Linked DNA regions of Mus musculus: all the other regions are linked to region 4. The links are chromatin contacts, called in public Hi-C and HiChIP or PLAC-seq maps. All regions are on one chromosome and are shown on one strand. Each heading gives the region's core, a stretch centred on a gene start, on an enhancer-like site or on the middle of the called end of the contact. The rest is flanking DNA. Distances are from core to core; before and after follow the strand shown. Region 1 has its middle 32 kb from the start of Gm29927. Region 2 overlaps Gm29927 (a long non-coding RNA gene). Region 3 has its middle 43 kb from the start of Pik3r1. Region 4 has its middle 120 kb from the start of Gm36703. Region 5 has its middle 4.8 kb from the start of Gm29927.

Evidence for each region. A called contact is a pair of places that touch in the nucleus more often than the background predicts. HiChIP or PLAC-seq counts read pairs in DNA pulled down with a chosen protein or histone mark.
Region 1: an H3K27ac HiChIP or PLAC-seq map of heart atrium shows a contact between it and region 4, with 8 read pairs. The contact joins two enhancer-like sites. A contact is called at or near these places in 4 of 484 Hi-C or Micro-C datasets (the C3H10T1/2 cell line, MC3T3-E1-derived osteoblasts, embryonic fibroblasts and 1 more) and 2 of 115 datasets of contacts at active chromatin or transcription factors (heart atrium and neural progenitor cells).
Region 2: a Hi-C map of the C2C12 cell line shows a contact between it and region 4, with 1.9 times the contacts expected there. The contact joins two enhancer-like sites. A contact is called at or near these places in 1 of 15 datasets of contacts at CTCF or cohesin (the NIH/3T3 cell line), 2 of 484 Hi-C or Micro-C datasets (both in the C2C12 cell line) and 4 of 115 datasets of contacts at active chromatin or transcription factors (the NIH/3T3 cell line, astrocytes, neural progenitor cells and 1 more).
Region 3: a Hi-C map of uterus shows a contact between it and region 4, with 4 times the contacts expected there. The contact joins two enhancer-like sites. A contact is called at or near these places in 3 of 484 Hi-C or Micro-C datasets (bone marrow-derived macrophages and uterus) and 3 of 115 datasets of contacts at active chromatin or transcription factors (embryonic stem cells, neural progenitor cells and oligodendrocyte precursor cells).
Region 5: a contact with region 4 is called in an H3K27ac HiChIP or PLAC-seq map of heart atrium, with 8 read pairs. The contact joins two enhancer-like sites. A contact is called at or near these places in 1 of 15 datasets of contacts at CTCF or cohesin (the NIH/3T3 cell line) and 2 of 115 datasets of contacts at active chromatin or transcription factors (fibro-adipogenic progenitors and heart atrium).

The regions. Positions count from the first base shown.
Region 1 is chr13:102,621,502-102,627,601 of GRCm38.p6, reverse strand. No RefSeq gene overlaps it. Among named protein-coding and RNA genes, the nearest start is that of Gm29927, 32 kb to the right of the region's middle. Within about 2 kb of position 1,886, at least 134 of the 459 cell types and tissues checked have an H3K27ac peak or open chromatin away from gene starts, as enhancers often do. A contact at or near this core is called in the C3H10T1/2 cell line, heart atrium and uterus, where this site is marked.
Region 2 is chr13:102,571,506-102,576,832 of GRCm38.p6, reverse strand. All of the region lies in intron 1 of Gm29927 (a long non-coding RNA gene), which reads left to right. Among named protein-coding and RNA genes, the nearest start is that of Gm29927, 18 kb to the left of the region's middle. Within about 2 kb of position 3,307, at least 145 of the 459 cell types and tissues checked have an H3K27ac peak or open chromatin away from gene starts, as enhancers often do. A contact at or near this core is called in the C2C12 cell line and the NIH/3T3 cell line, where this site is marked.
Region 3 is chr13:101,808,191-101,813,857 of GRCm38.p6, reverse strand. No RefSeq gene overlaps it. Among named protein-coding and RNA genes, the nearest start is that of Pik3r1, 43 kb to the right of the region's middle. Within about 2 kb of position 1,712, at least 107 of the 459 cell types and tissues checked have an H3K27ac peak or open chromatin away from gene starts, as enhancers often do. A contact at or near this core is called in oligodendrocyte precursor cells and uterus, where this site is marked.
Region 4 is chr13:102,231,198-102,237,284 of GRCm38.p6, reverse strand. No RefSeq gene overlaps it. Among named protein-coding and RNA genes, the nearest start is that of Gm36703, 120 kb to the left of the region's middle. Within about 2 kb of position 4,579, at least 83 of the 459 cell types and tissues checked have an H3K27ac peak or open chromatin away from gene starts, as enhancers often do. A contact at or near this core is called in the C2C12 cell line, the C3H10T1/2 cell line, the NIH/3T3 cell line and 3 more, where this site is marked.
Region 5 is chr13:102,594,422-102,599,877 of GRCm38.p6, reverse strand. No RefSeq gene overlaps it. Among named protein-coding and RNA genes, the nearest start is that of Gm29927, 4.8 kb to the right of the region's middle. Within about 2 kb of position 4,042, at least 25 of the 459 cell types and tissues checked have an H3K27ac peak or open chromatin away from gene starts, as enhancers often do. A contact at or near this core is called in heart atrium, where this site is marked.

The DNA.
Region 1 (6,100 bases), core at 637-3,136, 390 kb before region 4:
TATTTATTTATTTATTTTTAAAAATATTTTTTATTACGTATTTTCCTCAATTACATTTCCAATGCTATCCCAAAAGTCACCCATACCCTCCCCCCCCCACTCCCCTACCCACCCATTCCCACTTTTTGGCCCTGGTGTTCCCCTGTACTGGGGCATATAAAGTTTGCGTGTCCAATGGGCCTCTCTTTCCAGTGATGGCCGACTAGGCCATCTTTTGATACATATGCAGCTAGAGTCAAGAGCTCCAGGGTACTGGTTAGTTCATAATGTTGTTGCACCTACAGGGTTGCAGATCTCTTTAGCTCCTTGTATACTTTCTCTAGCTCCTCCATTGGGGGCCCTGTGCTCCATCCAATAGCTGACTGTGAGCATCCACTTATGTGTTTGCTAGGCCCTGGCCTAGTCTCACAAGAGACGTCTATATCAGGGTCCTTTCAGCAAACGCTTGCTAGTGTTTGCAATGGAAGACACACCTTTTTTTGATTGCTTCTTCTCTTGAACCTTAATCCCCTTGAAACACCGGGCATTTCTCCCAGTTGTCTCTGGACCAGCTTGGGCTTGAAGGATGTCTAGGTTTGGAGGAAATAGGAACAGGGTCATTTGTGTTAGAGAGATAAAGATGTGCAAAGGACCAGATGAACAAGGAATGTGGAATAATCAGGAAATGTAAAGTTAACTCTTGCTGGGAGGTGGGAGGGCTGGCCAGGTTTTCCAGGACACAGTGGTGGTCTGCCTGAGCATCTTGTTTTTGAACACTTACCAGAGCAGCCCAAGTCAAAGTGAGGAAAGTGATAAGAACCAGATCACAAGGATTTTGTCTGTCATACCAAGGAGCTGATGTTTGTCCTCAAAGTCAGAGGATCGTGTGGTGTGTTTTTTTTTAGAATAGTGTGACATGTTCATATTTAAATTCAGAAAGACACACCAGAAAACCAATTTAGTGGGATAAGGTTGAGAGCAGAGTGGCCAACTGGGAATTGGGTTCTCAGCTGCATTGATTCTAGGTAGGCACACTGAGGGTAATGGGTTGAAGTGAGGACAGCCCCATGAAGAGATGCTAAGGATATCGTAACAGTAGTATCCAGTGGCCATAGAGGATGAGCTGGTGGTGAAGGGGGAGATACGCCATAGGTTACTGGTTTGGGCAACTATGGGATGTGAGACACTCATCAATCTAGAAGGTCAGCAGGCTTGGGGGAGTCTGAGGACATTTGCCTAGACTTGTTTTATTTCCTGACATGGTATACATCGTGTTTTGTGCTGTGTTTTATAACTCATTCTCTTTATATTTGCCATGCTCTCTCTCCAGATGGATTCTGATTCTTCCAAGGATCAGGATCACAGCGACCAATGTGCTTAAGCCCCAGCATCTTTAAGTCATTATCACACCTTGAGGGGGTCACATCACTAAACACAGGGACACGAGGCCCCCAGCTAAGCACCATGAACAGCTGTGCACTGGATCATTTGTACTGATGGGGATGGCAGGACCTTTGCACTGGGACATGACTTCACCCTGAAACTTTTCCCCTGAGGGGAGCTAAGCCCCCAGGCCGAGGTGGCCTTTCTGGGAAGCAGACCCACATCTCATGTTGGACAGCAAGAGGCTGAGGGGCAATGGGGTGATAACCCAGGCTTTGGGGGTCTTTCTCTCTCTCTTTCTGCTCCGCAGAACCCCATAAATCCTTCAAAGAGAGTAATTAATTTTCCCCAGCTAAAGAGTGTCTTTTGCATTCTTGAAACAAATGAAGGCGAAATGTACAGAGACTTCTGGGAAAAGCCAGTGTGGCGTGAGCACAACCGCTGGGTGTTCCTATGCAGTGGAGTGGCCTTTCTTCCCCTCCCCTGAATGGTGTTCTTTGCTCTCAAGTTAACTCATGCACTGGATTCAGTCCAAGTACATTTTGTTTCTTGACTGGAAGCCAGACTTCTCACAGTTAGGGAGCATTCTCTTCTCTACTCCAGTCTTTCCCCAGACTCACTCTCATCTTATGATCATTTCAGCTTTCCTATGGGGTTGATATGATAGTGAGGAGAACCTACTGGCTTAGGTAGATCTTCCACTTAGACCGAGACCCCAGTGTCTCCAGCCAGTCCTCCACTCCGAGTCAGTCTGCTTGGACAGGCTGCTCTGCAGGCAGCAGAGGCAGAGCACTTCTGAACTCTGCCCTCTGCAAATGCTTTCCAGATGTGTGAACCCCTGCCTCCCAATTCACTCTGACTGTAGCCCTGCCAACATACATCTGCAGATTCCGAGTGCACAGGAACTTGAAAGAGGAGCCTCGACAACATCTGCCGCCTTTCCCTAGCTCTGCCTCTTGGCCTTCTGAGACATTGCCCCATATTTCATCTCCTCCCTTACAGCAACCCATTCAAGAATGACCCTCCAGATCTTCTCTGTTCACAGAGGCTGGTGTGTCGGTCTCTCCCCTAGCCCGTCTTTGGTTGGCTCTTGGGACAATTGACTGATATATCACCAGAAACATCAAGGAAAAGTTTGAACTCCCCAGGGGAGGAAGAGCTGATCTTCCTCTCCTGGGCTGGTGACAGTCCTCAAACTGTGAAGGGAGGGTTACCCATGAAGAGGCTAACACAGAGCCCTATAAATAAATAAATAAATAAATAAATAAACTCCCAAGTCTTCGGTAGAAAGATGGGAGAGACATCCCTTCTTCAAAGGCAAACAAGTTTGGCTTCTAGAAAACTGAAAGTCCTTGTGTGCAGAATGAGTGTTCCCCACCCTCACCCCCTACCAAACACACCCCTCATGGCATGGTAGCCACTGAACTGAGAGATCAGATGAAGACCTTTTCAGAATTCCAAGGAGTGAGGAAAGAGCCAGGCATCCTTTCTGTGAAACAGCAGATGTTTCCTGGGGCCTTCACTCTCCCTAGGGAGTCATCTGATGGCTAAAAAAATAGATGCTCAACCTTAACTTTGCCTTTGATCATTACAGACCCTAAACTGTCCTCCTACATTGGGGGCGGGGCATAAACCCTAGGAGAAGAAAGGCTGGTAACATGTGAAAAGGGACAGAGAGCAAATGGGCCTTCAGGCTTACAGTTTGAGAAGGAAATAGGTCTAAGGGAGACCGTTCCACCTATGTGGGACTAGATCTCAGCCAGAGAGGCCTATCTGAGTTTATAAAGCCAGCTGTCTTAAACATGGCATTAGCCCAATGACAGGGACAATGTGGCCTGAAAGATCACTTTTTGTTTTGCCCTCTGGATCTGTGGGGCACTTTAAATAGGTAACAATTATTCTCTGCCTAAGTAGTCCTGGGCACTTTGTTCCCCAGAGTATTAATTCATAGACCTATTATTTAAAACAAACAAACAAACTACAAACAAAGCCAAAAAGCAAAAAACAACACCAGTTTTATCTTTAAAGCTTTGGAATAGCAAGGTGATGGGCTGAAGTTAGGTTTGGAGTTTCCTTCTTCCCCAACGTCTTCCCAGAGAGCTAACTCAAGGCTCCATGGCAGTTCTACCACCATGGCAGCGATTTTCTAGAGAACAGAAGAGGCTACGTCCTCCAAAGATGTAGAAGGAAGAATGAGCACAGGGTGAGGCAATCTTTTCTGCTGCAGGATAATTTAACCACTGGTTGCTTGGTGAGCTCAGTTATCCTCACAACCTCTTAAAGAGAAGAATCCAAATTGCGTGGGTGATGACTGAAAATAATCCTGGGCTGGTGAAGTTGGATCTGACCTGGGAGGAAATACAAGTGAACCATGAGGGGCTGGAGAGATGGCTCAGTGGTTCAGACCTCTTGCTGCTCTTGCTGAGGACCTGGGTTCAATTCCCGGCACCTGCATGGTGGGTCAATACCATCTTTAACTGTAGTTTTAGGTGATTTTATGCTCTCTTCCTGCCTTGCTGGACACCAGACACAAATGTAGTGAATGACATACATGTAGGAAAACACCTCCCCACAAGATAATAACAATAAAAACACTCGAGCCATATTTTCCTCCTGAAGTTGTCATGCGTTGGGCTTCCCTGAGTGTGGTCATTTTATGAGAGTGTCTCTGTCTGTCTTAGGGTTTTACTGCTGTGAACAGACACCATGACTAAGGCAACACTCATAAGGACGTTTAACTGGGGCTGGTTTACAGGTTCAGAGGTTCAGTCCATTATCATCAAGGTGGGAACATGGCAGCATCCAGGCAGGCATGGTGCAGGCAGAGCTAAGAGTTTCTCATTTTCATCTGAAGGCTGCTAGCAAAATACTGGCTTCCAGGCAGCTAGGACTAGTGTATTAAAGTCCACTCCCACAGTGACACACCTACTCCAACAAAGCCACACCTCCAAAGAGTGCTATTCCCTGGGCTAAGCATATAGAAAGCATCACATTGGCCAAGGAAGCTGTGGATAGAGACTTGAACCAAGAAGAGGGAACACTTTAGCCAGGTTAGCCTTTGTTCTGCAGAAGGGGAAAAGATGGTGGTGGAAGGCTGTGAGTTTGAGACGATGTGAATGCCAAGACAAGGATATGTCAGATTCTCAGATTGGTCCAGGTGTTCCAGATGCTGATCTATAGGTACTGGCATTGTATGCGACCAGTATTCTGTCTCTTGTCTTACAGTCTTCTTGTAGTTAGAATGCTTTATTTCTTTCACTCTAGTCTTCCCAATCAATTCACTATGGTAGCGTTGAAGGTGTTCTGCCTCTTTGGTCAAGTTACCAAACCTTGTGACTCCTGTCTTTTATAAAATGATATTGCGGTTTGATGGACAAGTTGCTGTGGCAAGGATAGAGGGCAGCAAGTAACGGGAACCTCTGTTCCAATGTCCCAATAGCCTTTGGGGAACTGAGTCTTGCAAGCAAACTCATGAGTGAACCAGAAAACCAAATATCTTCATCCATTGGTTGAGACTTCAGCCCTCTCTGAAACCCTAACTGCAGCTTTAGGGGTGGTGGCAGTGTGGAACAGAGGTCTGTCTAAGCTGTATCCAAATTCCTGACTCAGAGACACCGAGATAACCATTATACATCATGTCAAGGTGATGGAATTTAGGAGTGTTATTGCTACTACTATAAACAATAGACTCAGAGACACCGAGATAACCATTATACATCATGTCAAGGTGATGGAATTTAGGAGTGTTATTGCTACTACTATAAACAATAGACCTAATTTGCCAGGTATTGTTCCAGTTTTAGCACCAGAAGTCTCAAGTTCCAGTAAATTCAATTGTAGACAAACTGAAGCAGGTGTCATCCTTTTGGTGAAAACTAATGGTATATTTATGTACCATTTCTTCTCTAAAGTGTTTAGTGTTTTAGTGTGTGTGAATGTGTACACGGGGACAGGTATCCAGAGTCCAGGAGAGGGTGTTAGATCCCTTGGAAAATTGCTTGGCTGAGTGAGTCAACACTTTTGATGGTCTTTGAACCTGTAGAGGGTTAACGCAAGAGTCTGGGGACACAGGCAGTTTGACTGTTAAGGTAACCCTTCCCCTGTCTGGAGCAAGTGACAGAGGCAGGTACTTTCTTCATGTGACTCTCGGGATGTAGAGAGATGTGACTTATGAATGATCTGACTGCCTGTTTTCAGTTTAACTGAAAAAGAAAACAGAGATTAGCAAATTAAAAGGAGCGACATCTCCTGTGAGATCAGCATATTTGTTCTCTGGAAAGCTAACCCCGAGGAAAACTGGCTCTCTCAGCAACTTCTTGTTCTAAACTTTCTCTAGTTTCAGCATCATTTTTATAAAGTTAATTAGATCTTGGAGTAAGCGGGGGAATTGCTTTTGGTTACGGGCCTACAGAAATGCAATATAAAGTGGCATTAACAAAACAGGGCAGTTTTTAATGTATGTAAAATAGGCAAGGAGGGCAGGACTGTCATAGAAACTCCGGGTTGCTTCTATCTCTTTTGCTCCTCTGTCCTTAATGCCCTTGGGGTCCAAAGCTACCTCACTGCAGAGAGGTGGCAGCTAGAAGAGTAGCCCTCCCTCTGTCTTGAAGATATCTGGATGACAGATTGGAAGTGGCCACAGATATCTTCATACCATTAAAGCAAATTGTCAGGAGAACCTGGGACTGAAACATCCACCAATGATTTTGCCTTTGATTTCAGTCACTGCCTTAAGAGT
Region 2 (5,327 bases), core at 2,058-4,557, 340 kb before region 4:
TGACCAGAACACTGCTGTGTGGTTTCTTTGAAGTGCAGTGTCCTTGGAAGGAGTTTCTAAACTCATCTCACTGTGACCTTTGGCACTGTCCCTCTGCCATGTGTGTTTATGCTAGGAAAAGAGAAAAGAGATCACTTTGCTCCTCAACAGTCACACGAGTTTTGGATTCAGAGGTGGCGCTATGTCTTGAAAGCGTATGCGTTTTTATTGGCTCTCTGAAAATTGCCCCAGATACAGCAGTCATGTTGCCCGGGACTGTGAAGTCCAGAAGAAGCAGGAGATGAGAACGTCAGATGGGTCAGATGGGTCATAGGTGTTTGAGGAGTCTGCAGTTGGCCGATATGTATAGGCCCATTTCTAAGGCAAAGGCTATATCAATGTCTATATATCACAGGATGAACCTGGATTTACTGAACTATTTGTAGGGGATGTGTAGGGCTGAATTCACCTACCTTATCTGGCAAGGAAATGACTGCATGTCTCAGTTCCCTTATGATTGAGAAGGACAATGCAAGTAGATCTGGCCAATGGATTTTGAGCAAAGTGACATGTGTCAGCCTCAAGTTGTAATATTTCACACCAGCAGATTATTTTCTAGAGCTAAGACCATCATTGAAGATATCACATTAAATCCATCTTCCAAAATAACAAAGATTTTCACTTTCTTCATCTCATGGCATCTTTAAGAATTTCTATTCCTGGGGGCTGGAGAGATGCTCAGTGGTTAATGGCAGTGACTACTCTTCCAAAGATTCATGGTAGCTCACAGCCATCTGTAATCGGATCTGATGCTCTCTTCTGGTGTGTCTCAAGACAGCAACAGTGTACTCACATACATAAAAACAAACATATCTTTTTAAGAAAAGAATTACTCTTCCTACCAGGACAGAGCTCTTTAGATAGAGGACTCAAAGCTCTAGCAATGGGATAACTTTTTTCATGTATGGTTGTTCTTTAGTTGGCCATATGCCTTCCCTTCCTTTTGCCATGGTCAAAATAATTTTATCAATGACACCTTGGGTATGTCAGCCTCACATCATTGTCTCTGGTTGCTCTACTCCTGGATGTACCTCAGCTTTTCTAGGGTTGCTCTCTGGTCCTATGGAAGGTTTTGCCACTCTAGGACACAGCCTGTAGATTATAGGACACAGCATACAGTTGGGGGTGTTACCAATACCAGCACCCCACTGCCTGCTACTAGCACTTCGGCTTTCTCTTGTGGATAGATGCCTGGCCTGCATGTCTCAGTCCCCTTAAGATTGAGGACATGGGATGAATCCCCAGGTTGGGCAGTCTCTAGATGGCCCTTCCTTCAGTCTCTGCTCCACACTTTGTCTCTGTAACTCCTTCCATGGGTATTTTGTTCCCCCTTCTAAGAAGGACAGAAGTATCCACACTTTGATCTTCCTTCTCCTTGAATTTCATGTGTTTTGCGAATTGTTTCCCGAGCTTCTGGGCTAATATCCACTTATCACTGAGTTCGTATCATGTGTGTTCTTTTGTGATTAGGTTACCTCACTCAGGATGATATCCTCCAGATCCATCCATTTGCCTAAGATTTTCATAAATCCATCATTTTTAATAGCTGAGTAGTACTCCATTATGTAAATGTACACATTTTCTGTATCCATTCCTCTGTTGAGGGAGATCTGGGTTCTTTCCAGCTTCTGGCTATTATAAATAAGGCTGCTATGAGCATAGTAGAACATGTGTCCTTATTACCTGTTGGAGCATCTTCTGGGTTTATGCCCAGGAGTGGTATTGTTTGGTCCTCTGGTACTCAGACACTATTGTGGAGGCCAACAAGAGCTTGCTGACAGGTGACTGATATAACTGTTCCCTGAGAGGCTCTGCCAGTGCCTGACAAATACAGAAGGAGATGCTCACAGCCATCCATTGGACTGAGAACAGGGTCCCCAATGAAGGAGCTAGAGAAAGGACCCAAGAAGTTGAAGGGGTTTATAGCTTCATAAGAGGAACAACAATTTGAACTAATCAGTACCCCCAGAGCTCCCTGGGACTAAACCACCAACCAAAGAGTACACATGGTAGGACTCATGGCTCCAGCTGCATATGTAGCAGAGGATGGCCTACTCGGTCATCAATGCTAGGAGAGCCTCTTGGTTCTGTGAAGGCTCTATGCCCCAGTATAGGGGAATGCCAGGGCCAGGAAGTGGGAATGGGTGGGTTGGTGAGCAGGGGGAGGGAAGAGGGGATAAGGGGGGATTTTGGAGGGAGACCAGGAAGGGGGACAACATTTGAAATGTAAATAAAGAAAATATCTAATAAAAAAGATTGAAAAGGACAATACAAGTAGATTTGGCCAATGGATTTTGAGCAAAATGACATGTGTCACTCTTAAAAGTTGTATTATTTTATGTCAGCGAGAGACCCTGCAGAGCTGTCCCTTCTCTCTTGAGAATATGTAAAATGGGGATTTGACTCTTATAAACAGAGCCATTCTATCAACAGATGATAAGAAATAAGAATTGCTTGGTTACTATGGTTTTAGAGTTGTTATTACAGTGAAATTTAGCCAATTTGGGCAATTTATCTTAATGTGTCTGCTTCCTTCTCCTTATATTGTTTGAGGTAAAATACAGACTTGAGAGCATTTAAGAGCTGAGTTCTTGGCTTTTTTTTTTTTTTTTTAGAATATTCCTGGGAATTCCTTGTCCAGTTCATGGTCTCATGGGCATCATTAGTATAGCCCCAAACCTACATGCATGTTAAGACAAAATATGTTCAACCTCTTGAGCCTATGTCAGCAGGTGTGCCAACATTGCTTGTAAGCCTCCAACGAGTCCAAATATGTGACTCAGAAGCAAGGGTTAACTCGCTCACAAGAAAAGGCTTTCTGCATGCTTTGTTTCCATCTTCTTCTAGAACATGGCCTCAATGGCTGACCTACTGACTCCCCCTTCCCTGGCAAGCCGTGCACTAGCGGACTGCCCACCAACCAGGCAATTGAGTTGTTGCGGCCTGGCCATCCTGTCAGGGTGCTCTGGGCTTTGGAGCAGAGCACTGTGATCAGCAGACTTTTAGCACAAGGCTTCGTTTATTCAGAGCCCACTGTTGGCAGTGCAGTGAACTGCTCTTTTGTGAGACTTAGGGGGTCACAATTGGTTTTCTGTTCCCTGATGGACATAATAAAGAGGCAGGGTGGCCTCTTTCCCCTTGTCCAGGACAAGGAGTTGGGAGCTCTGCCTTCTGCCTTCAGCTCCCCCACTAAGGGACTTTCCCCAGCCACCTTGCCAAGCCTCTGTGACTCAGCCACTTTCTTTGGGAATTGAGGATGATCTGATTTATTCAAGAGCTGTGAGGCATGCTTGAAAAGGCCGTTGAAAACTGCAGCTTGTGTAGAATGGCTGGCCATCTTCTATGGTTTGGAAACTGGCACAGAGGTTGGGGAATTTCCCTTTCTTGTGTGGAGGTCTGTGGTTTTCTGTGCAGAAAAGTAGGGCTGGCCTGGTGTAACATTCCCCTGATCCCTCCTACTTCCTCTTGGGACCTGTGCCCTGTGATCAGAGCCTGTGCCCTTTGTCAGAAGGCTGTCAGAAGCCATATGCCCCACCATGCTAAGCTGCTGCTTCTCCTAGCTTTCAGAAAAAGTCACTTCTAATTTTAAGAATTAGAGCAATGTTTTAGACAGAAGGAAACGCAGTATGTGAAACGTTACACAGAGAAACAGTTACCCTTGAACACAACAGAGGACATAGAAGCACAAACAAGCCAGTTCCCACACAGAACTTTAAAGGATCAGCTCTAATGGGCTAGAGGGACACACAGCCACTAACTGCTTGGTTGTTGTCTTTCTAGCAGGGATCTGCCACAGTAGAACTAAAGCTACATAGTTGCTCTAAGGAATAGAGTTGATAACTAAAGAAAGGAAGGAAAACAGAAAGAACCTCTTAATAGTCTGTAATAGTGAGACAATCACCCAACTAATGACCTGTAATATTCAAGTAAATTCTGGCTTCTCATTAACCGGGGGTTGCATCTGCTGTGCAGTCTCAGTTAAAGAGAAAACAAAGTCTTTAGCTGAATAAGCAGGAAGTTATTACCTTCCATAGGTACCCTGGAGTCCAACGATAAATAAAATTACTACTATATAAAATTATTGGAATGTTACATTAAGTAAATGGAAAGTAATGTTGCATATGATATATTTACTGAAGATATTTTGTACATAGCAAAAAAAACTTTATAAAAGCTATTTAGATATTTTAAAATGTGCCCAGAGTGAGGCACAGTGAAATTCATGATAATATTTGAAACCCATAGGGTTTTATAATATAATTTACAATTAGAAAGGAAACAAGACAAGTCATAATAAGGTCCCAGTGTGTGTCTATGGGTAGAGGCATAGCACTCTGCTTTCTTTTCTTCCCATCAGCAGGCACAGCGACCTGTATGTAGCAAGTGTTGAACTTTCATCAGTGGTGGTTTAGTTGAGTTATATCCAATCCATCAGGAACAGGCTTTCTGCCAATGAATCTATGTAGATGTAATGACTAGGAAATATACAATCATTTCTGTCCTTGGCTTTACACCCCATGGCCTGATCCAGCTTCTTTTCATATATATATCTACAGGTTTCTTAATGGAATGCAATGTAGGAATTAAGAATAACATATCTGGAAAGAGGGGACTGGATGGTTTTGGTGAGAGATTCCTTTATTTGACATTCTTAATATACTGTGTAGACAGTTGGATAGCTATCTCTCAGTAGAAGTCTTCTCCTGGAAAAGAGTAATGAAGGGAGAATGGTTTTACCTGAATACAATTAGCTTCATGATATTGGAGACAGAGGGCCACATGGAAAGAAATGCTTTGCACTTTACAGAGAAGGTATAATATTTGGGGAACATGAAGATGGGGATTCAGGGAGAGAGAGAGAGAAGGAGAGAGATAATGGATAAATGGACTTTTTACTGAGAGGACCACAACCTCACCCCAAGCACCCCAGAATGTTCAGTCATGATGATGAGTGACTGAGGCCTCAGAGAAAGTTCACTCAGCAACCCAGCCCTTAACTTGGCTTGTCTCCCTGGGTAAAGTTGGGTCCATCTGGCTAGCACAGAGGATTCTCTTTGTGAAAGAGGAGTTTGTTTGTCTATGGTCTGGTTGTGTGTGGCACACCACAGCCCCTTCTGGCTTTTCATGAAGTAAATAAGAAGCACAGAGAGTTGTTGGGATGTCCTATGTCATTGGAGGGAGGGAATAGAACTTCCACTGGAAGTTGACAAGGACTGGGCTAAGCTGCCACATCCCTGAGTTTTAGCAACATGAAATAACTTCTGCTATGACAACAACAGAAAATGTGA
Region 3 (5,667 bases), core at 463-2,962, 420 kb after region 4:
TAGCCACCACAGATTACAGAAACTGCAAAGTCCTCACACCTGATATTCATGGCTTTCAGCCAGAAGCCACATTCTGAATGATTTCGGGAGCGTCTTTCTGCTGTTAAATGTCAGCAGCCATTTTGCCTTTATTCTGAGCTTCCGCTTTGAACACCGATGAGAAGGCGTCCGGCTTCCAGTATGGCAGGCAGGTGCTTGCTTCCATCTTTGCAAATGCCTTTTTTTTTTCCTCCTCAGATCAATTACCTGTTCAGCATTTAACCTGAAGAACTGACTGAGAGTCTCCACTATTGGTGTGTGGTCAGTACTGTCAGAGGAGCAGAGACTTAGAAGTGCTGCCTAAAAAGTTTCCTTCTCTTTTTTTTTCCCCCCTTCCCACCTCTGTCTCCATGGAGATGAGGTCAGAGGCCACAGGGAGCTCGCAGAGAGCCAGCAGCTGAGAATGAGAAGGCTCACTTAGAGAGCTCAGCTGAAAGCTATAAACTCCTTTACAAAGACCAGCTGAGTCTGTTGGCCTCCGCATCTGAGGTGCTTTTTACACTGATAAATAGGGGACTTTTTGTTTTTCTCTTTTGGGGTGTAACGGGGGCGAGGGGTGGGGGGAGAGAAGAGGTACAGCTGAGTAAAAATCAGGTTTGTCTTTACAATTAAGCTTAGTCTGTCAATTAATGGAGGAAATAATGTGTAAATACAGAAAAATCCCTTAAGAGGTGGATTTCATTTACTTAATACCTTTAAATAATAGTGTGCGTGAAAAACTAAACAGTGATCGCTCGTGTAAACCTCTGTTCTTTCAAGCTGGCTGTTTGCATACTTGAAGAAAAAAAATATATGAGCATCTTCATTGCATACTGCCAATTGTGAATGATTTTACCTGATGGAACATCGTGTCAATGCAATTCAAAATTACTGGGAAAAACAAACCTGAAGGTATAGGCAGTTGTTCTCGCCCCATGAAGAAGTTCCACAAGTTAAGGTATAGTTTACGGTCGCCCTTGTCTTTCTTGAACTGTGGCCACTGTGTCTGAGTTCTCTCCTGACCATTACAGGAAAGGACAGGGGGACTCTGAAGAGGGAGAGAGGAAGGGAAGCCAGTAAGTAATTTACTTTCTATGGCTTGCAATGAGTCACCACTTAATATGTCAAAAGGCTTTATCATTTTTATTTATTGTGTCATTTTTCACATAAACAGCTAGACATTTATTAAAACAATATAAAATGTAAATTTAGGTTTGAGAAACCCCAAGCGAGTCCTTATGAAAAGAAGATGTAAAGCAGCCCAGGTTTCCCTTTTGAATATGCTTTTTTTTTTTTTTTTTTTTTTTTTTTTTTTGCCACACATCTTTAAAGCTCACAGCTTATAAAGTCATCGTTATTCTCAAGGAGGTTTGCAAAACTCTCATCGTGTCTCTAACATTAAACAAGCCAGTTGTTAGCTTTAGCCTTCAGTCACACAAGCACTCCGAATCTTCTAGAAAGTTGTTTCAGCGAACATCAGAACCACAGTCTCTCTAGCTGCCGTGAGATCTCTCTTTCCCCTGATCTTCTGTCTTGGTACCCCCTCCAAATCCCCGCCAGCCTCGCCCCTCACCCTTTCTTTCTCCCGTCTGTGCTGAGCCTTCTCTGTCCTGGGCTGAGCCCTCTCTGTCCTGGGCTGAGCCCTCCTTTTATCCCACTTCCCTCTGCTCTCAGAAGTGAAACAGAACATCGTGTTCCCAAGCTGCCCAGCACACATGCCTCAGGATGCTGCCAAGTTCACAGCTGACCAATTGGCCTACTTTAGAGGGCTTGCATTTAGAAGATTTACAACCTTTATTCCCACTGCCCATCCTCAACCCTCATCCCCGTAAGCGCAATAAAGACTGTGTCAAATGTACTGATAAATCAAGAGCTCTTTGGTTTCGTTGCAACAAAATGGGCAGGCAGTTCTCTTCCGTGGCTTGCAGCCCTGCGGTTCACTCCCGAGGAAATGGAAAACATTGGCTGGTGTGGTTCACAGAGACGTTTGGAAGCAGCTGCCTCTGAATTCGGAACTCATTTCTAAAGAAATATACTGATGAAATGAGATGGTTTTCAATCAGGGCAAGGGGCTATCCATCTTTTAATTTCTTTCCAAAAAACAGGCTCAGGCAAACTGGCCTTCTTCCCATTTAGAAGACGGGGTTGGGCCTGCCTTTTCCACCGAGGTCGGGATAGGCAGCTTTGGTAGACGTTAAGTACTTTGAGCACCCTTGTTTGGCTTTTCAGTAAAGACCAGTAAGAATGAGAATTTAATAGAGTTGTTTTGCTTTGGTTCGGTTTTGGTTTTTGTGTTTCTAAGCAGATAAAGGAATTGTTTTCTCTTGGAGCCGGTGATTTCTTATTTATTATCTATCTGGTACAGTTCATTAAAATCTATTTTCTCTTGAGGGCAGACCCAGGTTTTCATAAAGCTGGTAAAACATGGCACCTTTGTTATGAGCAAGGATATTAAATTAGGCTCAAGAGCGAATGTCTATTTTAAAATAAATAAGAAAGTCACAACTTCTTACAAATAATAGAAGGCACCCAGAAGATGATACAAATAGTAATATAAATATAATAATATAAATAATTGGCATTAAGTAATAGCCAATGGTTTATTACAGTTTAACCGTTCAGCTCACTTATAAATTTGTTGTAATACTTTCTCATCTGTCCCTTCATGGCACGACCTGTAGAATGCTGTTTCATGTAGAGAGATGATTTCTGCCTTTCTTTCGGCAGAGTAGATGGAGTTTTTACATTTTATTTGATTTATGTATTTATTTGGTTATTGGTGGATTAGAAAAGGTCCTTTGCCTTCAGAACTCACTAGTCATGGCGCAGCTGAAACGTCTCCCGGGAGCTCCAGGGTGCTTCTTTGGAAAAGTCCCTTTGATCTCTCCGGGCAGAGCTCCAGACACCCTTTGGCCATAGCTTCAGTGACTGGCTTGGTCTTGTTGGGTGACCTCCGTGGGAGAACAGGGCACAAAACACTTGTGGCAGAACCTGGGTCTGGAGGCCCTTGGCAGAGTGGTGCCCATCTCACTCCAAGCCTTCTTTGATGGTGCCAAAGTTGGATTCCAGACTCTTGGGCAGGCACAACGTGGTAGAGGGAAGCAAACTGGAGGGAGCTCTGGGGGAACACGCCTGTCCTGCTCAGGCTGATCCCTAAGTGGGACATGTTCTTTATACCCATCCTCCTATCCCAGTCACTGACAAGGGCACATAGGACCCGAGGTGGAGAGCATTGGAGCTATTAAATATCACAAAATCGTCCTCTCTTCAGTGCTGGTCATATAGTGGTTGTTTCTGAAACTGAACTTGGGATGGCATTCTCTAGAGGAAATGCCTCCTATTTAATCTGAAAAGTTTAAGTTCCATAAGAAAAGACAGAGCTGGCGAGATGGCTCAGTGGGTAAGAGCACAGACTGCTCTACCGAAGGTCCTGGGTTCAGATCCCAGCAACCACATGGTGGCTCACAACTACCCGTAATGAGATCTGATGCCCTCTTCTGGTGTGTCTGAAGTCAGCTACAGTGTACTTATATATAATAATAAGTAAATCATTAAAAAAGAAAAAAGAAAATAAAAAGAAAAGACAATGGTTTTATCTTCCTGTTAAATTCTCATTATTTGGACAAGTAAGAGGTCTTCCTCTGAATGTGTCTCTGTTTGAAGAGGGGACCAAAATTAGTTAACAAATGTGTTTGTTTTCCAGGGTTAAAACAGGGTGGCCAACAGGAAGCCACTAGCTGTTGCTCCCTCAGGTCTTCATCCATTCTAGTGATACTTGCTCTTACATCATTCAAGCCGCTCTCCACTGGGGTGGGACTACAAAGCAGAGTTTAAGCATTTAATCACTTGGCATTCATAGTCAGTCCATGACGGCCCAAATAGTCAAATGTCAAGGCTTTTAGCCTGAGACTTTTCTGGTTGGGGCTGTTAGTGCCTGAACTTTTTCAGAGCCAAAAAGGTTTTGACCCCCTTTTAAAACCAAAGTTGATGATATTAAGAGAAGAATCTTGAAAATTCAAACATGTCTCCTTGCTTCCGGAGGAGGCTGAGATGATCCTTTTTTGACCCACGAGGAAAAAAAATAAGTCAGCCTGGTCGGTATGGGGATTATTTAACAAGGCTGAATAACACAATACGGCCATCTACACTTACAGATCTCATGAAGTTCAGAGGTAATACCATGTATGAGTGAGTACATGAACACATTCGTGGGCACATGCATTCTCAAACACACACACACACAAATGAAATGTACCAAAACAAAGTTGTCCCTCAAAATAAGTATCTTAGTCTGTTTTGACTGATATTTTTTTTAAACTATCATAGATGGAATAGTGACATATAAATAGGAGAATTTGTGTCTCACAGTTCTAGAAGCCTTAGATGGATAGTCAAAGAAGACAAATACTGATAGATTTAGGTTCTGGTTAAGGCCCTTTTCCTAGTCCACAGAGGGAATATCACTGTTCCCTCACAGGGCAAAATAAGACAAAGGTTTTATTTATTTATTTATGTATTTATTTATGTCTCTTTTGTGAGGACTCAACGTTCATGAGTCAATCTCCCGAAGACTCAGTTGGGTGAAGATTTTTAACCTGTGCATTTTAGGAGGATGTAAACCCTTCAAACCACAGCAATAAATTCTGGGATTTTTTTTGCCCCGTCTACTGTTTTTATTGCTCCATCATCTCCTATGTGTAGCAGGATGATACCTGGGGTCTCTGTCTCTGTAACATCGGGAACCGCTTGCTGTGTGTGGTGAGAAGGCAAACATGGAGAGCCAGACAGTTAAAACCATCTTCTAGGGGGAACTTGACACCTGCCTTGTGCTGAGCACCAAGTGGGAGCTTGAAGAATCCTTAACTGAAACAGCTCAAAGGCATTGGCTCTTAAACTCTAACTGCCTGCACAGGACTGCTAGAGGCAGCTCATCTGCTCCCTTGTTCTTATTCAGCACACAGGAGAGAGACCACTGCTCCACATAAAGCCCTTTTCTCAGAGGTGTTGGTTGACAAATGAAACAGCCCTCACTCTGGAGGAGAGGATGAAGTTCACTAGACAAGGCAGGTGGTGTAATGGTATAACCAGTTACCACAGAAGATGAAGGAGGATCCAGCATTGATTTTTAGCTCTGAGGTCAGAAATATAGCACGAGTCTCGGCTCTTCTTAGGATCTCGCAGTGCTAAAGCTAACATGTCAGGCAAGCTGCGCTCTCGTCTGGAACTGCGATCACATCCCAAGCTCACATGGCTGGGATAGATTCAGTTCCTTGTGATTGTAGACCTAAGTTCCTTTGCTAATTGCTGGTCAAGGAGTGTTCTAAAATCTTTAAAAAAAAAAAAAGGCATGATGTATTAAGAGCTATGAAGACTCAGAAAAAAGACAGAAGCAGCTATGTCTAGTGGGATAGTGTTTGTTTAAAACAATGGTTTTTAACCTTCCTAATGCTATGACCCTTTAATACAGTTCCTCATGTTGTGTTGACCCCCAACCATAAAATTATTTCGTTGCTTCTTCATACCTGTGATTTTGTTGCTGTCATACATTGTAACATAAATATCTGATGTGACCCCTGTGAAATGGTCATTAGACCTCCCAAGGGGGTTGAGACCCACAGATTCAGAATCTTTGGTTTAAATGAAAGGCAA
Region 4 (6,087 bases), core at 3,330-5,829:
CCTGGCATAAATAAGGCTCTGGGTTTAATCTCCAAAACTGTAAAGTAAGGAGAAAATAGCAAAATAAATATATAATATGCCTAGAGATAGGAAGTGCCTACAAGACACACAGGTGCTCCATCACCACCAGCAGTGGGCAAAGGGACACCCTTGTCGATGGTGTTGTTCTTAGCAAAGCATATGGCTGTCCTTTGTTCAATCTAGCTTGATTCTTGGCTTGTTGATTAAAGCTCTTTCATGCCTAGGACAAATAAAAATCAAATCAAATCCAGGCAGGACAGTGTGGGAGGAGGAAGACAGACAGAGATCTGTGTTTTTTCATGGCATACAGTGTGACAACAGAAAGATGCCTACAGCCCTACTCTGCTCCAAGTTACGTGGGCAAGCCACAGGTTCTCACTTGCCACTATACAAGTTTGTGAGTCAGATGGGAAAGAAAGAGAAGTGGAGCAGCTTGAGCATTAGGAAGAGAGATGGGACTAGACAGTTGAGGGTGGAGAGACCAGGAGACAAGACCACAGCCAGTCAAAATGCAGAGTTGTAGATCCCAGTCCCAACGGATGCATCTACAGCATAACTCCTACATCTAAGCCTCAGGGAACCGTGAAGAAAAAGAGGGCAGAAATACTCTAAGAACTAGAGAATCAGGAAGATTGCTTTGAAACTGTGTCTTGGAGTAATTACAGAAGCCACACCCACAAAGTCTCACTAACATGTCTGACTAAACATGAGCTGAACAAACAAGGACAATAACAATAGGCATGCTACTGGGGCAGGGGGGAGGGGTAGCGGGTGGGACTCAACTCTACACAGAAATCTACAAGCAACTAAGAGATGCTGACAGTGGGAGAAATGGCCTTCCACAGGGACAAATGAGCACAGCAGTCAGTTATCTAATATGATATGGTCAGTACTGCATACAGACTGAGCATGTGTGTGTGTGTGTATGTTTGTGGATATATATATATATATATATATATATATATATATATATATATATATATATATATATGTATATCAACAACTAATGGAAAGAAAGCCCATGGTGGTTTCAAAGTGAACAAGGAGTGATATATGGGAGGGTTTGGAAAAAGCAAAGAGAAAATGGAAATGACTATTATATATTATTATAATGACTATTAAACTATTATATTATAATCTCAAAACAATAAAAGAAGCAATTTTTAAAAGGTCTGGTCTAGTCTGCCAGATAAATGACATTTGAGAATAGCTCTCTCCATGAACTAAAGCACATAGGTGTGATTAGTAGTTTTAATTGTCAGCTTGATAGTCTGAAGTCTCAGTGAAAAATTGTCTAGATTATGTTGGCCTATGGGTATAACTTTTGAGAAACTTTCTTAAGAAGAAAGACCGATCCTTAAAGTGGCTAATACCATTTCATGGGCAGGGCACGAGGCTGAAGACAGAGAGAGACAGTAGAAAGCAGTCATGTACAGTCTTTCTTTCTACCCTTGGCTGTGGCTAGAATGTGACCAGTTATGTCTCTCAGGCTATTCCTGCTTGATGGGCTGGAATTGTGAACTAGAAGAAATAATTACTTCCCCAAGTCACCACTGTGAATGTATTTTATCAGAAAAAACAGACAAAAATGGAAACAAAAACAAGCTAAGCAGGACTTGGGGATGGTAATGTTCTAAGCACAGGCGCAGCCAAAGGTCCCAAGGCAAGAGAGTGGGGCACAAAAATGATCTTTCCAAAGGACTCTGGGATTTCACAGCTAAGGTTTTGCGGGGAAGGTGATCATGATGCAGCCCTTTGTCTACTCCAGAGAGGAAAGAGTTCCTGCTAGAAGAGAGGACTGTAAAAAAATACATCTTTTAGCCGGTATTATATATTCTCACTGGATTGTTGGTTACATCATGTAAATTCTATCCACACTTACATATTTATAATTCTTATCTAACCCTCAAAGCCAAGCCTTTGCGGTAGTTAATCTTCATTTTTAACTTGTCTGGATTTGAAATCACCTAGCCGACACACCTGTAGATGTGACTGCTGGGGGTATTTTCAGAGAGGATTAACTGAAGAAGGCCCACACGCCCTAAATGTAGGTAGCATCGACCCTTAGGCCAGAGTTGAAGGCTGAATACAAAAGAGAAAAGGAGAAGACAAGAGGACCAGCATCCATTTCCCATCTTCCTTTGTTTCGTGGCTGGATGCAGTGTGAGCCCATGCCTGCCTCATGCTGCCTGCCACAACGCCTTCTTAATATAATGGATCATATCCATCTTAAATTATCAGTGAACATAAATCCTTCTTCCCTTGTGTTGCTTTTGCTAATCATTTTTTTCACAGTGTGGAGAAAACAACAGATATAACCATAAACTAGCACATGCCAGTTTCTTATGAACACAAGTGGCCAGTCTTTGCCTATTCCAAATTAGTAATATGCTCTTAATTTTTACACTTAGTGGACTATAGTTAAGGAACCGCACTTTGAAGTCAAGCAGAGAGTTCTTCAAATTAAGAGCCTACTAGATCTCCAACCTTGAGAACACTGCACACATCCTGGGGGGGGGGGCAGTTTTATTCATCTCATTTTATATAAGGCTCTTCATGGGTGTGGAAATGAGAAATTGCTCTCTGGTGCTATTCTTTTCTGCACTCTTCTTATTGGAACATTTATAAGCATAGACTCTACAGGAAGACATTAAAATGGTAAAATTATTCTGAAAAATTTTACCTAAAATAGAAGCAAGTAAACATAAGAGAAGCAACGTAAGTAAGTATGCTTTTAGTGCACAAAAGAGACTCCTGTGGACATTACTCTTTTCATGTTTGGATGATGCACCTATAGCTTGAATAGTCTTCATCTTCTCCATTTTCCAGGTAAACATATGGCCAAGGCAAGATGGGAGATTTTAGCTAAGATCCCATAGCTTGTCTTTGGCAAAGCTGTAACCGGTATTCAGCTCTTCTTGAAATTTTGTGGGGTCAGGTGGAACAACTTCAGCCCCCATACCTTAGCAGGACTTGGAGAAGGGCAACCTCAAGTGACTAACTCAGTGGCTGTATTTTAAGCCTCTCTCTTCCTTTTTGGTTTTGCTTCCTTGCTGGGGATTGATGATGGAAATTATAGAACCCTCATTCCAAACCTTCAAAACTGTCTGATTATGTGCCTAGTAATAAGGATGTATGAAAAAAACCTTTATTCTGAATGGATTCTAGAGGATATAGAATTGAAACACAACGGCAGAAATCTCTCTGTATTATAAAGCCTCATTTGGGAAGAAAGGGTTGTTTCTGACTCATCTTTGGATCCAAGGATGACTACAGAGCCTGCCATGTGGGAAGCACCTGTGTGGTGTTTTGAAGGATCCTACTGGCAGCCCCTGTGATGATTGGTACCCGTTATCATAAACAGTCAAGCTGGAATAGACCAGACATCAACTGTCACAAGTAAATACGTCTCCTGACAACTTTGTGCGTTCTGTTCTAAATCTAGAGTGCTTACCTGGGAATGATAGGACAGATCCCAGATGTGTCTCCATAGCCTGGGAGACTCCCTCTACTTGGTACACAGAGGCAGTTGCTTTTGCAGTTGTTATGATCTGAGCTAGAGCTTCAGGTCTAGTTCATCTCCATGGAAAAGTAATTTTATTTATTTATGTATTTATCTGTGTGTAGGTGTGAAGTTATATGCACCACATGTCTCCAGGTACCCAGGGAGGCTAAAGAGAACATCGCATCGCATATATTTAAATTTTCTGGTAGTGTAAGCCATCCTAGGTAGGTACGGAGAACTGAACTCTGTACTCTGTGATGGACTAAGCATCCTTAACAACTGAGCCATCTCTCTAGTCCGGAAAAGCACATTGAAATAAAAGAACACACAACTACATCTCTTTGGAGTCTCTGCTTGCCTCCAACCTTGCCATGGAGGATGCAGGGAAAGATAGTGACTTCCGGAAGAGTGAAGAGCCCTCAGTATCTGCTGAGAGAAGACTGGCATTTGGTTTCAGTCTACACGGTCGCTGGAAGTTGACCTGGCTTGTCTTTTACTCCTAAGCTCACTTCACACACTCCAGATTCTATGTCAATATCAGCAAACAATTCCTGTTGCCATTTCCATTCTTGTAAAGGAGTTAAATTAGAGTGGAGGGGTGAAGTAACTTGCCTGAAATCATAGAGAGTGAGTGGCCAATGTCATTCTTCACAGCTACACTGCCACCACGCAATGTTGGCCAGGTGAGAGATGCCCTGCCCTTCTCTTTTCTTATAAGAGAAATGAGGGAGGAACACTGACTGCCTCAGACTAGAAGGAAAGGTAATTTGGAAAATGCAGGAAAACGCTCATTTCTCCAAGCATTCCGGCTCCTTCTGTTCTCTTCTGTCCCTCACATAACCTGGCAAGGGGAAACATTGCCTCTTGAGCAATCCTGTAGAAATATAAAGCTGAAAAGAATATACCTCTCACCAGAGCCAAAGATAACAAGGCTGATTTGTTCAGACTTATTATTTTGTTTCAATAAAAGATCTGTCTCTGGTTTCCCCAGCAGTCCCACAGAGCCAACCCAAACTGAAAAGACACGCAGCTCAGAGAGTGCAACCTCATTGTTGAAACATGACAGATACTTGAAGAATCAGGAAATTCCTTCTGTATTTAAATGGCCAGCTCCTCAGCCAACACAGTCATGGGTGAAAGAAGACAGCAATACAGTTGTGGCCTGTGAGGCACACAGTGGGGCTTCATGCCCCTGTAGGAACGGATACCCAAGTCTATGCTTGCCAGCTGGCACACATGGTCCATTGACAAGATATGCAGGGCCTGGCCTTCCAGCTTGGAGCAACTGCTGGCAGAACACTGTGAGCATGTCAAAGGAAGGGTGATTTTTTTTTTAAAGGCCCATCGCTGGTTTTGTTTCTTTAAATGGTAGCCACCAAAAAGTTGTGCAAACACTTCAGCTGCGGAATATTTAATCTGACATTTGGCATGACTCCTTTGTTGATCCAAGACAAGAAGAATGTGTGTACGCTCTTAGTTCCTTCATTGCTTACTGGAAAAAAAAGAAAGAAAAGAAAAAGAGAGAGAGAGAGAGAGAGAGAGAGAGAGAGAGAGAGAGAGAGAGAAGGAAAGAAAGAAAAAAGAAAGAAAGAAAGAAAGAAAGGAAGGAAGGAAGGAAGGAAGGAAGGAAGGAAGGAAGGAAGGAAGGAAGGAAGGAAGACAAACCAGATAGGGCAGTTTTATGTTCCTCCTCCTCCTCCTCCTCCTCCTCCTCCTCCTCCTCCTCCTCCTCCTCCTCACTTTGAACTGGGTCTGTAGCTGGATGTAGTCCTGGTTCCCCAGAAATGGAATGATAATTACAGACCGCAAGTAGGGAGATAAATAGTTATTTAACAAGGTGGGTGGACTTGATGCCTTTCCAGAAGGGGCTGATAAAAACTTTAGGGGGTCACCATAACTGTAGGAGGTAGGCAGCTCTTTCTTTAGAATCTGGGATTTCACGGTTTTGGAGCCTCTCATGGAAATATTACCCAAAAGATTCCTCCTTTGTTTTTGGTGAGAAGGAAAAAGCAAAACCCAAACACCAGCAAGAAGAACTTAGTGGGAGTGTCCTACCTGCTGCACTGGTCACACAGTTTGCTGCCTCTGCTCTCCAATTGCCAAGGGGAGACACTCATTCTACTCCTTCTAAGTTGTTTTATTGACACATTGCTTCCTTAGAAAGTGCATCAGTTCTGGATTACCTTTAATTAAAATGAAACAGTTCCTAGCTCTACACTAATGAGAACATGGTCCACCTAGAAAAGTCAGCTCTCCCACAAAGCCTAGGTAGCAGACAGTTCTTTCTCACTGTGTGGAGGGAAAGGACCAAGTCCTGAGCAACATTGCACAGGAAAGCACGAAACTTTCCAGATGCTTCTCCACTAGAGCATGGGAGCGGTTCATTGACGTCAGAAAACACAATTCACATCCCATCCTCTGCAGGCAAGCCAGTCATGCGGACTGGACTCATACCACAAGCCAAGGAAGACAAGCTATTCATCCTCCACCTCTGAATTCTCAGTGGCAACCACTCTGACCTAGAGCGGCAGCTAATATGATCTGTGTCAGAACCAATGATA
Region 5 (5,456 bases), core at 2,793-5,292, 360 kb before region 4:
TTCCCCCTCCCCTCCTTACCATGTAGCTGATGTAATTACACATTTCTGTGATGACAGTCTGTTATTTACCATGAGATAATAGGGTGGCCCAAGCAATGGGAGTGCAGTGACTGCAAGTGCACAGATCACTGAGTTAATGGTTGTGTGACCTTGGAAATTATAAAGGGTCAGAACTGCATGACAACACTACTTATCTTGGGTCTGGGCATCCAAGGGTAACAGGGCTACAGGGTGCTTTGCTTTCTCAACGGAATCTCTCCTGGAGCAAAATGTTGTAGTCCCGGGAAAAGGCATCAAGAATGCTCCTTGTACTTTTCTTTCTTTCTTTCTTTCTTTCTTTCTTTCTTTCTTTCTTTCTTTCTTCCTTCCTTCCTTCCTTCCTTCCTTCCTTTCCTTCCTTCCTTCCTTCCTTCCCTCCCTCCCTCCCTCCCTCCCTCCCTCCCTCCCTCCCTCCCTCCCTCCCTCCTTTCTTTCTTTCTTTCTTTCTTTCTTTCTTTCTTTCTTTCTTTCTTTCTTTCTTTCTTTCTTTCTTTCCTTCTTTCTGCTGTACTGGGGAATCCAACTCCAGGTCAGCTCATGCCAGGCGAGCACTGTATTCCCAAGGACTATTCCTGGTCCTCTTTATTTTATTTTATTTTTAAATTTTGAGACAGGACCTTACTTAGTTCATCAAGCGAGCTTTGAACTTGAGATTGTCCTACCCTGCCTGCCAGTACTTTTAGTACTTGGAATGATAGGCCTGTGCCACCAGGCCTGGAACACCCTGTTCTTAACTCTTTTATCTTGAGCTCCTGGAACAACTTTTCTGTAAAGATCTTAGACTTTCTGAGGTCTCTTTAGAGTCAGTTCTTCAAATTAGCACACAGTCAACCACAGATATGTTCATGGGACTATGCGCCAATCTAATTTTATGTATGGACACGGAATTATTTGAGTTTCATGTAATTTCTAAGTGTGATAAAATATTCTTTTTTCACTATGCTTGTTATTTAAATATATATATATCCCTTTCTTAGCTTATAGGCCAGACTAAAATAAGATGCTAAAACCATTTAGCTATGGTGTGCTGGTCCTAGCTGCAGAGTACCTGAGTGTGCCATGAAGAATTTGAAAGAAAAGTGCATTCAGGCTTCCTCGCAGCCATGGGGGTCAGGCTTTGGATAGCAGCCACACTTTTGCAGAGAACAGGGTTGCACCAGCAGTCGGACCCCCATCTCTGATTTGTCTTGGTAAAGGAACACAGAAGACAGCAGTGTTGTCCGTTTGATGCATTGAGAATTCCCCTCCATCTTAGCATTCCTGTTCTTGCTTCCCTACAGCTGAGGACAGGAACAGAGCAAGGACGACCACCTCCTCGAAGACACAGCCTCACTTCCTTTCCCGTATGGAGTCTGGCTTCGGGACATTTGGTTCCCCATAAGCCTACTGTTCTGGGATTCTCATTGGTTTTGAGGTTCAGTGAGGGAGAAACCAGAGGATGTGACAAGTCACTGAATGTCAATGTGCCAAAGGACGTTGTGCATTGGGCTGAGCAGCCAGATAAAAGCTTTGTCTGACTCATTTCTATGCTCTGGGCCTGCTTTGAGCTGAGTCTTTCCTTCCCCTGCCATCTTTTGGTGTTATCAGTGACATTATGCTTCTGTGAACCTTTCAAAGAAAAAAGTCCTTTGGAACATCTGTGTGTCAGGCATTGCTCTACACTCGAAAACATAATAAGTTCTTTGAATTAGATCCTTCTGAGACTTTGAACGGCAGCTTTCAATCTATCTGTCTGTCTATCTATCTATCTATCTATCTATCTATCTACCTACCATCTATCTACCCATCTACCTATCTGCTTTTGGCTAGGGTTGAACAACTTTACTTTTGTTACTTCAACTCTGAGGATTTCAGGCCTCATGACCTCAAAAAGATGATGATTAGGCAGGGATAAGAAAAAATGAGGTCATAGGTGATCCTGTCCTGTCTCTGCCTGTACCAAGCCTGCCCTTGCTAAGGCTGTATAGCATGCTGTCAGCCTTTGGCAGAGACCGTGACTGATCCAGCATCCAGGCTGCATATGATTTTTGGGTGAGCGAAGGCAAAAAAAGCAACAGTTCTGCTCTGTTTGAGACATGGAAGGTTGGAAAGGATCTTGGAGTGTAGCTTATGGTGTGATTAGACTGAATGCTTTCATGCTGAGTTTTCACCAAACTGTCACATGATCTCTGAGACTGCTCAATAGTTTTATTGGTCATGGGCAACACTTTAGGAAGCAAATAAGCAGAGCCTTATCGTCAGTCAGGATGCTCAGAAGGGCCCAGGCCCAAGGCTCCAAGGACAGTCTAGCCTGCATGTGTCCTCTGCCATTGCCACCTGTTTCTGTTTCATCCAATGGTAAGCTGATTTTCTATGCACCGTCTACTCACAGGTGGGTGGAGCAGCACAGCATTGTGCAGGTGATTGCAGCCTGGAGGGAGGGAGGGAAGGAGGGAGGGAGGGCACACAGGTGGGGTTTTTGGAGCTGCTAATAGTGACTGAGAACTTGCTCTTCTTACTGGATCTCTCCCTGCCTCTGTAACACAATGCTCCTCAACACAGAACAACTTGGAAACATAGGAACTTCAAAGACAACTGCATTTGATCTTTGTGATGTCTTGTTTCTAACTTTATGTTTTTGCCTCTGCCGCCATTTCTTCTTCCCCAATCCTCATGTGCATACACACATGCATGTACATACACACAGACCCATGTTTCCAATGTATGATCAAGACCTAGTCAGTCAGGACTGTCATATCAAATTACACAAAGTGTGACGATGTAAGACATACAGGTTATCAGAAGGATAGTATGTACTAAGAAGAGAAATGTTCCTTCAGAGTCCTGGATCCTGTTGCTCCTGTATGCTGATCTCATTAATCCCAGGAATGGTTTGTACTTATATCCCCTGGGCCACCTTTTAAGCCAAAACCACAGTGGTTGGTTCTATAGAAAATAAAAATCCATTTATTTATTAATATTAAATGCTGTCTGATTCCTACATGCCACTGGATGATGAGAGAGAAAAAGATTTACCACTTGCCATGTCACTAATTAGGCATGTGGTCTTGGGCACATTCAGTGACCTGACTGAATGTCTACTGTTGCCTCTTGTTCTGAGAATCAAGGAACTGCATGTAAAGATAATGCATGAGGGATAGCTTACATAGGTGGCAGACATGATTCCAGGAGGGACGTTCTCTCCATGACAATAATGATCAGAGTGAAGAGTGAGAAAGGAGTAGGTGAGACAACATCTTCAGGACATGAGCAGAAGCCAGACCTGGGCTACACTGGGCTACCCTGGGCCACTCTGGGATACCCCAGGCAAATGGTTGATTCTCTGAATGTTTCTGTTTCTTTATTCCTTTTTAAACAGGGCGCTATTTGGAGTTCTTATTGTTTGGGTAACAATTTATCATTTTTTCAGAGTCATCTCCTCTGCATGCTTACTTAGCTCTATATGGGAGGCCTGTAGAAAGGTCAGCATATGCTAATTTGCATAAGTCCTTGGGTAGCTGGCTGTCCTGTGAACTGCCATCAATGAGAAGATTTGGACTAGGGCCCAACTGATCTTTTGGAATCTTTTCAACACTAGGACAGTGCATTTATAGGTACCATAAAAATGGCCTTTCTAAATGTCTTTGTTCATACACAAGAATCACATTGTAAACACCACATGAGCTGGACTTACCTTAGTAAATACATCACTGAAAAAGAAAAAAAAAAGAAATATATCATCGTATTTCTTATAGCTGACACAGTAAACTCTTAGAAACATTGTGTATGACAGAGAGACAGAGGGTGTTCTCCACACACTGAGGTAGGTAGCCCTGGCATAAGTGACTGGTTCTTCCATCTGGTTTACCTCTAACCCTTCTGGATGAAGACACCAGAATGAAACACCAATTTCTTTCTTTCCCTTGCCAGTAGGATTTTGCAGGGTTCTTGCTGTATTGTGCATTGAGAGCCTTCATTAGCAATGCAATCGCTTCAGAAGGTGACACATGACTCATACAAGGTCTAGAAATAGCACTGTGGAAAATTGCTTTTATGTAATCTTTCTCGGCGTGTCATTTGGTGAGTGCTTATCATCCCAGCAGAAACAAGTGGGAAAGATCACATCTTGTGGGGCCTCCGGGGATGCGCTGGCTCTCAGAGTCAGGCCACTGCCTCACAGGCCTCTGCAAACCACTAGAAGTTTGGGAGCATTTTAGGTACAATAGAGTAGGTGAGGGGTCAATCTGCAAAGTCAGAACCAACCTTGGGTTTCAGTTCTATTGCATTTAGTACATGGGCTTCAATCAGGAGCTGCTCTTCTTCCTCCTCCTCCTCCTGCTCCTCCTCCTCCTCCTTCTTCTTTTGGTTCAAAATTAAATTTTAAATGTTTTGAAGTTGTGGTAATCTATACTTAACATGAAATCAATCAGTCCAGTTAGGTAAAGTACATATACATTATTGTGCTACCATCGTTACCATCCAGCCATCTGTTTCTGGATCTTTCTCTCTTCCTAACTTAGACTCTGTACTTACTAACCAGTAACTCTCCTCTCATTTCCTCTTTCCAAGAAGCCATCCTTTGTTGGTTGGATTTTGACCCTTCTGGGTATCTCAGGAAGTGAAGTCATGTAATAGTTGTCCTTTTGTGATTGGCTTACTTAACTTTGAGCACAACATGGTTCCCAACAACCTGTAGCATGTGTCAGAACTGAGCACTGGTAAGCAGAACCCCATTGGATTAGGCGCCACATATCATTTATCCATTCATCTATTTCATGGACACTGAGTTGCTCCTGCCTTTCAGTTATTATGACAAATGTTTCTGGGAATATGAATGTAACAGTTTTAATCGTTTCCTGTTCCCATTGTAAAAAAAAAACCAAACTCTTAAAATTAAAAGGAAAGGTCCCCAGATAAGTATGTAAACAATCTAGAAGGAGAAAGGACAGAAGCAGGTGGTCGCCCCCATCCTAGGATAGTCACAGGCAAAGTTGGGGAGGGGAAAGGAGTAGGCCTGGTTGTAAACAAGGGCAGACAACTGCATGAGTGAAAGCAGATTTTTTAAACACTCATTGGAGGTGTCACAGGCAGCTTGGAAGGGACTTTGAGAAGCTAGGCCAGGAGCCTGTGGAGGTGGCTTGTATGTAAGATGGCTTTCTATGAAAACAGGGTGGACCTGAGTCTGAATCTCCAGTAAGCACACAAAAAAGCTGTGCATGACTGTGCATGCCTGTCCCTTTAGCACTGGGGTGGAGACAGACAGATCCTGAGAGTTCTCTGACCAGCCAGCTTGGCCCAAACTGGTGAGCTTTTGATTTATGGAAAGGCCCTGTCTCAGGAAATAAGGTGGGTAAAAGTAGAGGAAGAAATCTGATTGGCTTTGGCCAATGCATTTGATGGGCATGTCTGCATTGGTATAGTATGTGCTGCTCTCACAT